Regions from separate parts of the Mus musculus genome. Here region 2 is linked to region 1. The links are chromatin contacts, called in public Hi-C maps. All regions are on one chromosome and are shown on one strand. Each heading gives the region's core, a stretch centred on a gene start, on an enhancer-like site or on the middle of the called end of the contact. The rest is flanking DNA. Distances are from core to core; before and after follow the strand shown. Region 1 overlaps Mindy4 (MINDY lysine 48 deubiquitinase 4). Region 2 holds the start of Aqp1 (aquaporin 1).

Region 1 (3,654 bases), core at 851-3,350:
TCAGTGGTGGGATTGCAACTGTTCACAGCCACACCTGGCTCTATGACATGAGTCCTGGGGATCTGAACTCAGGACTTCACACTTAAGAAGTGAGGACTTTCCCAACTAAGCCATCTCCCTAGCCCAAGACTGTCGACTCTTAGTAACTATGGTGTTTAGAGTTGAGGCCTTTAGGATTAGACTACAGTTGGATAAAGTCATCAGGATGAAGCCACTATGGTTGCCTTCTGATAGACTGATCAGGTGAGAGAGGGGGGAGAGGAAAGAGAGAGAGGGGAAAAGGAAAGAAGAGAGAGGGGTGGAGGGAGGGAGATGGAGGAGTCATGCATGTTCTCCCTTTGTTTTTGTGTGGTCCCTGTACCTCCTCAGGGCCCTGCCAGCAAGAAGATCATCATGGGATCCAGACCCTCAACTCCCAGATCCATAAGCCAAAATAAACACTTCTCATTTAAAACTGACCGTGTCCATGGTATGAAGTTGTTGGCAGTAGAAGTCAGCCTACCATAGAAAGCCTGCTTGAGGCTGTGACAACAGCCATTGCCACCTGAGCACAGGATTTGTCTTGGACACCACATTCCCAAGATTCCCTACCGACAAAAGAAAGCCCTGTCTCAAAGAAACAGCTGACTTGCCAAAGGTCCTTCACTCATGGATGATGGGATAGTGGGAAACCTTGGCAGCTAGTGTCCAAGGCCTGGGTACCCTCTTCCTGTTACCTCTGTGGCTCCGTACTTGGGACAGAACTTCAAACAGCACAGAGTAAAGAGCCTCTTTACCAAAAGAAATTCTCCAAACCAGAGAAACAGGTGTACACCGAGAGGAAGCTGATGGGTGAGAGCTGGCCAGGAGGAAGCATCAAGTCTGCAGCCTCGAAGCCCTTCCGGCCATCACCTTAGTCCTACCATAGGATTCTGGTCCTTTGGGCATCCTAAAGTAAGTCTCTCTTGATGCACCAAAATTATGTGTCCCAGAGCCAGTCGGCCAGCACACAGGAAAGTAGCCATGGCCACTGACCACACACATCACAAGGCCCCCAAGCAAGAAACATTGACTACATCTATTTAATAGATGTGGAAAGAGGCTCAGACACTTGGCTACTGAGAGATGGTAAGGTGAGAGAGTCTGGAACTTAGGCCTCCATGGCTACACACAGACCTGAATGCACACTGCCCACCTGGCCCTATGCCCAGGGCCTGATCTGCTTACTATATCCACAACCCAGAAGAAGCACTGAGCTGGGGCCAAGGGCAGCAAGGGCTCAGCGACTGGTCATTTGTTTTTCCATTTAGTGAAAGACAAGCAAGAACCTGGTCTCAATAGATGCTACAAGTCTAAGGTCCCCAAAATGCACACTCCTCTTCCCTTCCCATATAACATTACAAACTCAAACTCCATCGTACTTCCCCCGCCCCCCAATAAATGTGTGTGTGTGTGTGTGTGTGTGTGTGTGTGTGTGTGTGTGTGTGTGTTTGCGGTTTTATACCTGATAGACAAATGGGAAAGTGGTGCTCAGGAGATAAGGCTCCAGGTAGAATCACAGAGATCTGTAAAGAACCACAAAAGCCCAGGGTCCTCTGGGAAGGTCTGTAGGTCTTGCCCACTAGAAGCAGACCAGCATGCCTGGGAGAGAGCCAGCAAGGGGTGACTCACGGCAAGCACAGTGCTGGGTTGGCGCTAGCTGAGGCAGAAGAATTGATGGAAACGTTCTCTGTGGCATATACAACATCTTCTGACGAGAAGAAAATAACCTCAAAGCAGTCCTGGGGGGACTGATAAGCATCACTGGCCGCCGGCCACCTGTGGCTTTCAGAAGCAGCCCGATCTTCATAAGCTCTCGGCCGCGTGTTCACCCAGCGGGCTCGAAAGCCTGCGTCAGCTGGGAGAAGAGGGACTAGCAGAACGGACAATGGGAGGAAATGGTAATTGCATCCTTAGGTGCAAACACGATGGGAAATTCAGAAGTTGCCTGGATGTTAAAAGGGAGGGACATGTGTATTTCACATTAGGGCACCCGGGAGACGCCAAGGAGCAGCTTATGGCTTAAGAGATTTACAACTTTGGCAACCGGCAATGCCCAGTCCTCCCCTGGGGAGTTCTGACAAGGCCCACGTGTGAGGAGTGCTGGTCAGAGGCCATCCTCCTCTGCATTGCCTACACAAGAGATCAGCTTACACAGAAGCCTGATTCAGCCCTGAGTTCTAGTGCCAGCCTGCTGTGGGATAATTGCAAGCATTTCTTCCCTAGGCCTCAGTCTCCCGTTCTGGAGCAAAATGGTCTTTGACTAAATTATGTCTCACCAAATCCCTACATTGAACCCAGCCTGAAGAAGCAAACCTGTTTATAATCCCAGTTACTCAGGAAGCAGAGGCAGGAGGATTGAAAATCCAAGGTCAAACTGGTGCTGCAGTTCACACCTTTAATCCCAGCAATTAAGGTAGAGGCAAGCAGATCTCTGAGTTCAAGGCCAGCCTGATCTACAGATCGAGAACCAGGGCCAGAGAAATCCTAGCTTAAAAAATAACCTCAAAGCAGTTGACAAACAAAATTAAAAAGAAAAAAGAAGGAAAAGAAAGAAGTCCAATGTCAGCTGGGTTAGAGTAAGACTGTTTCAAAATTAAAAATTGAAAAGGATTGTTTAGCTCAGTGGTAGAGCATTTGTCCAATAAATGTGAGGCTCTCAGTTCAATACTCAGTATAGTAACATGTACACAGATACACTCACACAGACACACAGACACACACATAGACAGATACACATACAAAGACACACACAGAGAGACACAGACACACACACACACACACACACACACACACACACAGACACAGACACACACACACTCAAGCCCCAACAACCTATGAGACCCTCACAATATGCATCTAGGGAAAGTGAGGGCCTTTGAATGGGTGCTTTATATTGAAATGAAGCCAGAAGGTGGGTCCTGGCCCCACCACCCTGCAGTTATAAGAATAAGGTTTTGTATGCAGTTCATCTGTATGTGTACTACATCAGTGTGTTCCCAGCCTTGTTAGCACCAGCCTAGGATACTAGGACAAGAGACTTCCAATGTCATTATAGACTTAAAGCTCTCTTTTAACAAAATCTTCTGTGCAGAAGTCCACTTTACAGAAGCCAAGGACAGAGCTTCTATGTTGAAGGCAAAGATTAGCTTGCTCCATAATTCCCACTGGGATCTTGAGCTACAAAAGCTAAGAGGCCAGGGTCCATCCATATGGCCATGCTATTCGCCAGAAGCTGTCCTATGCTTCAGGTCCCTCCAGCAAACTGTGCTTTCCTACACTGCAATGCCAGGAAGCACACAGTGGGAAAGCCTCCATTAACCTGGCCTGGTAGGTGGGACTCAGTAACTGCTCCCAACATCTCAGCATTTGGGAGGAATGGGTCAGGATCAAGGAAGCTGCACTATGGGTCACCTAGTGACAAGAGGCAACAGAGAGCACTGCTTGGGAGGGCCAGCAAAAACCAAGCCCCTTGAATCTCTTCACCATCTGGAGGTCCCTAAAACCACTGACCAGAGGCAAAGAATACAACAAGAGAGCCCTACAGGCTCAAGATAGGCTCTGGGAGAGGATGGGTCCAAGCCAGTAATGGATGCCATTCAAGATTCAAGGACTGAGGCATACACACATCTCACA
Region 2 (3,654 bases), core at 577-3,076, 42 kb before region 1:
AGCTGCCCTCTGCACCAGACTTTCACCTCCCTCCTCCTGGTCTGCATCTCCAGGACCTGAACTTCAGCTGGGAAACGAAAGATGTCTAATCACGCATAGCTATCCAACTCACCGGACAGAGTCCTGGCTCACGCCCTTGCGCCTATCCCCATGCATCTACCCTGCTGGGGTCCAGCCAGCTTCGTTTCTCTGGACCTTATTCTACCACTCTGCCGTTAGTCTTTGCCTCTGGTGAGGGACTCCAGCCTATTCCATTCTGAGACACCCTACACCCTTACTCAGATACTCCTGCTAAACCCAAGTGAACTCAGTCATCATGGGCACTTAGCTAAGAAACTGGAAAAGGTCAGTGGCCAGGCAGCCACCACAGAGGCCACTTAGTCATGTAGAGTAGCCCAAAGACAGTTATGTTGAGCAGTCGCCACGTACTGTTGCCAGCGTCTGCTTATCATTAAAGCCAGGAACAATGGGTACAAGTGCTTACACACTCTCCAACAACACAGCATCAACGTGAAAATAGCTTACACAAGTTCAGGACCCAAGCAGACACTCACACACCTTCGCTTCCACCTCCGCACACAACAAGCCAGCATGCCCCACGGTTCAGTGGCCAGGGACTGCTGAGCTGAGCCCTTCTCCTGAACTGGTATCTAGAAAACTCTCCCAAAGCTCCAGAGAGAGTATTGTTCTCTCAACTTTGTCTAATTATTGGGGGTAGAGGGAGGAAAGGGGGCTGTCTCCTGACTTTCTGAGGAAGTTGATTTGGGGACCTGGCTAAGGATTAGAAGCCGATTAGAAGCCCAGGCAACTTATCAAGAGAGTCACACTCAGACACTTGCAGAAGTGGCTTTAAACACACTGGGTAGCTGGAGAAAATGTACTCGGGACAGTAGGTAGAGGTTGCCTAGTGCACGGGACTGCAAAGGGGGAAGGTGACTGCTCAGGTAGCTCAGAAGAGGGGAGGAACTGCTGGCATGCACCTAGCTGCCCCTCCAGCTCATTCCTGGCAGTAGCTACTCTGCAGGGGACTTTGGCACAACCATATTGTCTAGCTCCTCCATTCTCACAGCACCAACCAGCAAAGAGACCATGCAGTACAACTGAGTTCTAGCCCCAGTTCTCAGCATGACTCCAGAAACCTTCATCCTTCTCTCTGTTCTTCAGTATCCCCCTTGTACAGTAGGCAAATGGAGCCAGCTCCCTCTCTGTCTTCTCCTACAGACACCCTAAGCCTAAGATACCCCACTCACGTCATTGCGGCCAAGTGAATTGTCGACTAGGGAGGAGGTGATGCCCGAGAGAATGGCCGTGGCGACGATGGCTCCCACACACTGGGCGATGATGTACATGACAGCCCGGAGGATGCTGATCTGACAGCTGAGCAGGAGCCCCAGTGTGACCGCAGGGTTGAGGTGAGCACCGCTGATGTGACCCACACTTTGGGCCAGAGTAGCGATGCTCAAACCAAAGGCCAGCGACACCTTCACGTTGTCCTGGACCAGCGTCTGGTTTCTCTCCAGTGGGTAATTGAAGCCTAGGGCAGAACCAATGCTGATGAAGACGAAGAGGGTCATGGCCAGGAACTCAGCCACCACAGCCCTCCAGAAGAGCTTCTTCTTGATTTCACTGGCCATGCTGGCAGGGACCTCGACTTAACCGCTGGATGCCTGGTGCTCAACTCCCTCCAAGAGCTGAGCCACAGCCTGGGCTGGGCCTATTTATAGGGCTGGGTGGGGGGAGCACAAAGGGAGGAAGGCCTCTCCTTGCTCCTGGCCCGCCCCACACCACACGAGCCTCCTCGCTGCGATGGATGCAGACAGGGCTCTGCTGTCTGCCTGCCAACTTTTTCCTTCCTCCTCTCCCCCTCCTGCCCTCCCTTGCTCCCTCCACCCGCCTCAGCCCTCGGCCCTGCCCAGCGTAAGGAGGCAGGAGGCAACCGTTGCTCTAATAGGCTTTGGGAAATTCTTCCAAGCTGGCTCTTCTCAGGGGGCCAGAGAAATCCAGGTGTCCCCGCCCAGCCTGCAAAGCTCAAGGGTGCCTGAGGGCAGAGGCTGGCACTCTAGAAGGGGTGGGGAATAGGGGTTGTCTGGACTCCCCAGACGGACATTGCCCTCCCTGGAGGTGGCACCAGAAATTGCCTGCCTGTCCCATCCCACTCTGAGCAGAGTTAGTAATCTGAAGTTCTCAGGCTGAGAAATCTGTGGGCCAGTCTGGCCTCCAATGTCCTGGCCTGGGCCAAGCAGCTGCATGTCACTTTGGGGATGTGTCCTCGCCCCCCGGGCCTCATTGATGGGAGTAGAGAAGCTTTCTGGGAGCCACCTATCATTCTTTAGACAATGGCAGACCTTAGCCAAGCAAGGTTGCTGGAAAACTCCCCCAATTCCTCAAACTTAAAACAATTTGAGGCCATGATTTGAGAGGGGGTGGGGAAGATAATGTTGCTTAGGCTTTTTTTTTTTCTCTAATAGATAAAGTAGCTAGCAGGTCACTGAAGAGATGGAAGGAATGACAGCTGGACCTGAAAAGGAGCGAATGGGAGACATGGGCTGGGGCTAAGAGACAGATGCAGTGATGGGATGATAGGCAGAGCAACAGGAAGCATTATCCGAGTGATGGTGGAAAGTGGAAGAGGTTTCCAGCCTTGCAGGAGACAGCGGCCAGGCTATGGATGTGCTCACGCATACAATATTCAACTGGGCACTGGATTCAGTCACTAGCATCACAGGAAAAAACAGCACGTCAGAAACAGGAAGAGACAAACGGAGCAGAGGAGACATAGGCCGGACAAGAATCTAGATAGAGAAAGAGGAGAGAGGAAGGTAAGGGAGACCAGAGGCACTTTCCAACACCAGGAGGGGTGGAGAGGAGGTGGGGGCAGACAAAGCACCCACCATGTTTCCTGTGTACCCCCAAAATCCCGAGTAAAGGACCAGAGAACTGGTCGGTCACTTGCCTACTGTTTGAGTGTGCTGGAAGGTATACCAGGCCCATAGGGAGGCTCTCTCTGTGGCCACAAGGTAGGACCTGTTATGATTGGTCCCTCTCTTTCCATCTTAGTCCTTATCAGAATCATTGGCTTCTTACCCATCAGAGGTGGAAAAACAACACTCACTGAGAAAGAAGAAATGTCTTTGAGTCTGACATCTGTCAAGATAGGGCCAAGCACCTTCTATCCTACAGAGAATGACATTGTCCCTCAAGGGCCAGGTTGTATTCAGCCACAGTCCTGGAACCAGATGTGACCTACAGAAATCCCATGCTATGTTTGATGGGAGCAGGTGGCTGGTTGGGAAGTAATTTACCACCACACACCTAAACACTTAGAAGGCCAGGAGGAGTGGCTCTGAGTAGAAAGGTGGTGTAGTGGCTGCTTGGCAGCTGGATGCAATCAAAGACTTATTAACCCTCTAGAGAGGCAGTCAGGATGATGGAGCAGGCACTTCCTGGAAGCTCTACCACATCCTATATTCTGAGAGGTTTCCCAGGGACACAGCCCCCTCAAGGAACTCACTCTTTGGGCCCAGGGGCCTCTAATCAGAGATCTTTCTGCAAGGCTGTGTAGGGCTCAGATCTGATGCTGTCTGCCTCAGGGACCTAATCAAGAGGATTCTAGGAAAACAGTAGGGAGAGCTGGCCCTGCACCAAAGGCTGGTG

The links. A called contact is a pair of places that touch in the nucleus more often than the background predicts.
Region 2: a contact with region 1 is called in a Hi-C map of uterus, with 2.0 times the contacts expected there. The contact joins the promoter of Aqp1 here to the enhancer-like site in region 1. A contact is called at or near these places in 2 of 39 promoter capture datasets (embryonic stem cells and hematopoietic stem and progenitor cells), 8 of 484 Hi-C or Micro-C datasets (liver, nephron progenitors, psoas muscle and 2 more), 3 of 115 datasets of contacts at active chromatin or transcription factors (cardiomyocytes, embryonic stem cells and liver) and 1 of 9 other capture datasets (adipose tissue).

Annotation. Positions count from the first base shown.
Region 1 is chr6:55,293,062-55,296,715 of GRCm38.p6, reverse strand. All of the region lies in intron 13 of Mindy4 (MINDY lysine 48 deubiquitinase 4), which reads right to left. Among named protein-coding and RNA genes, the nearest start is that of Gm38819, 34 kb to the left of the region's middle. Within about 2 kb of position 2,100, at least 49 of the 459 cell types and tissues checked have an H3K27ac peak or open chromatin away from gene starts, as enhancers often do. A contact at or near this core is called in adipose tissue and uterus, where this site is marked.
Region 2 is chr6:55,334,471-55,338,124 of GRCm38.p6, reverse strand. It overlaps Aqp1 (aquaporin 1), which reads right to left and starts at 1,826. Exons shown (of 4, transcript NM_007472.2): 1 at 1,251-1,826. The coding sequence starts at 1,634.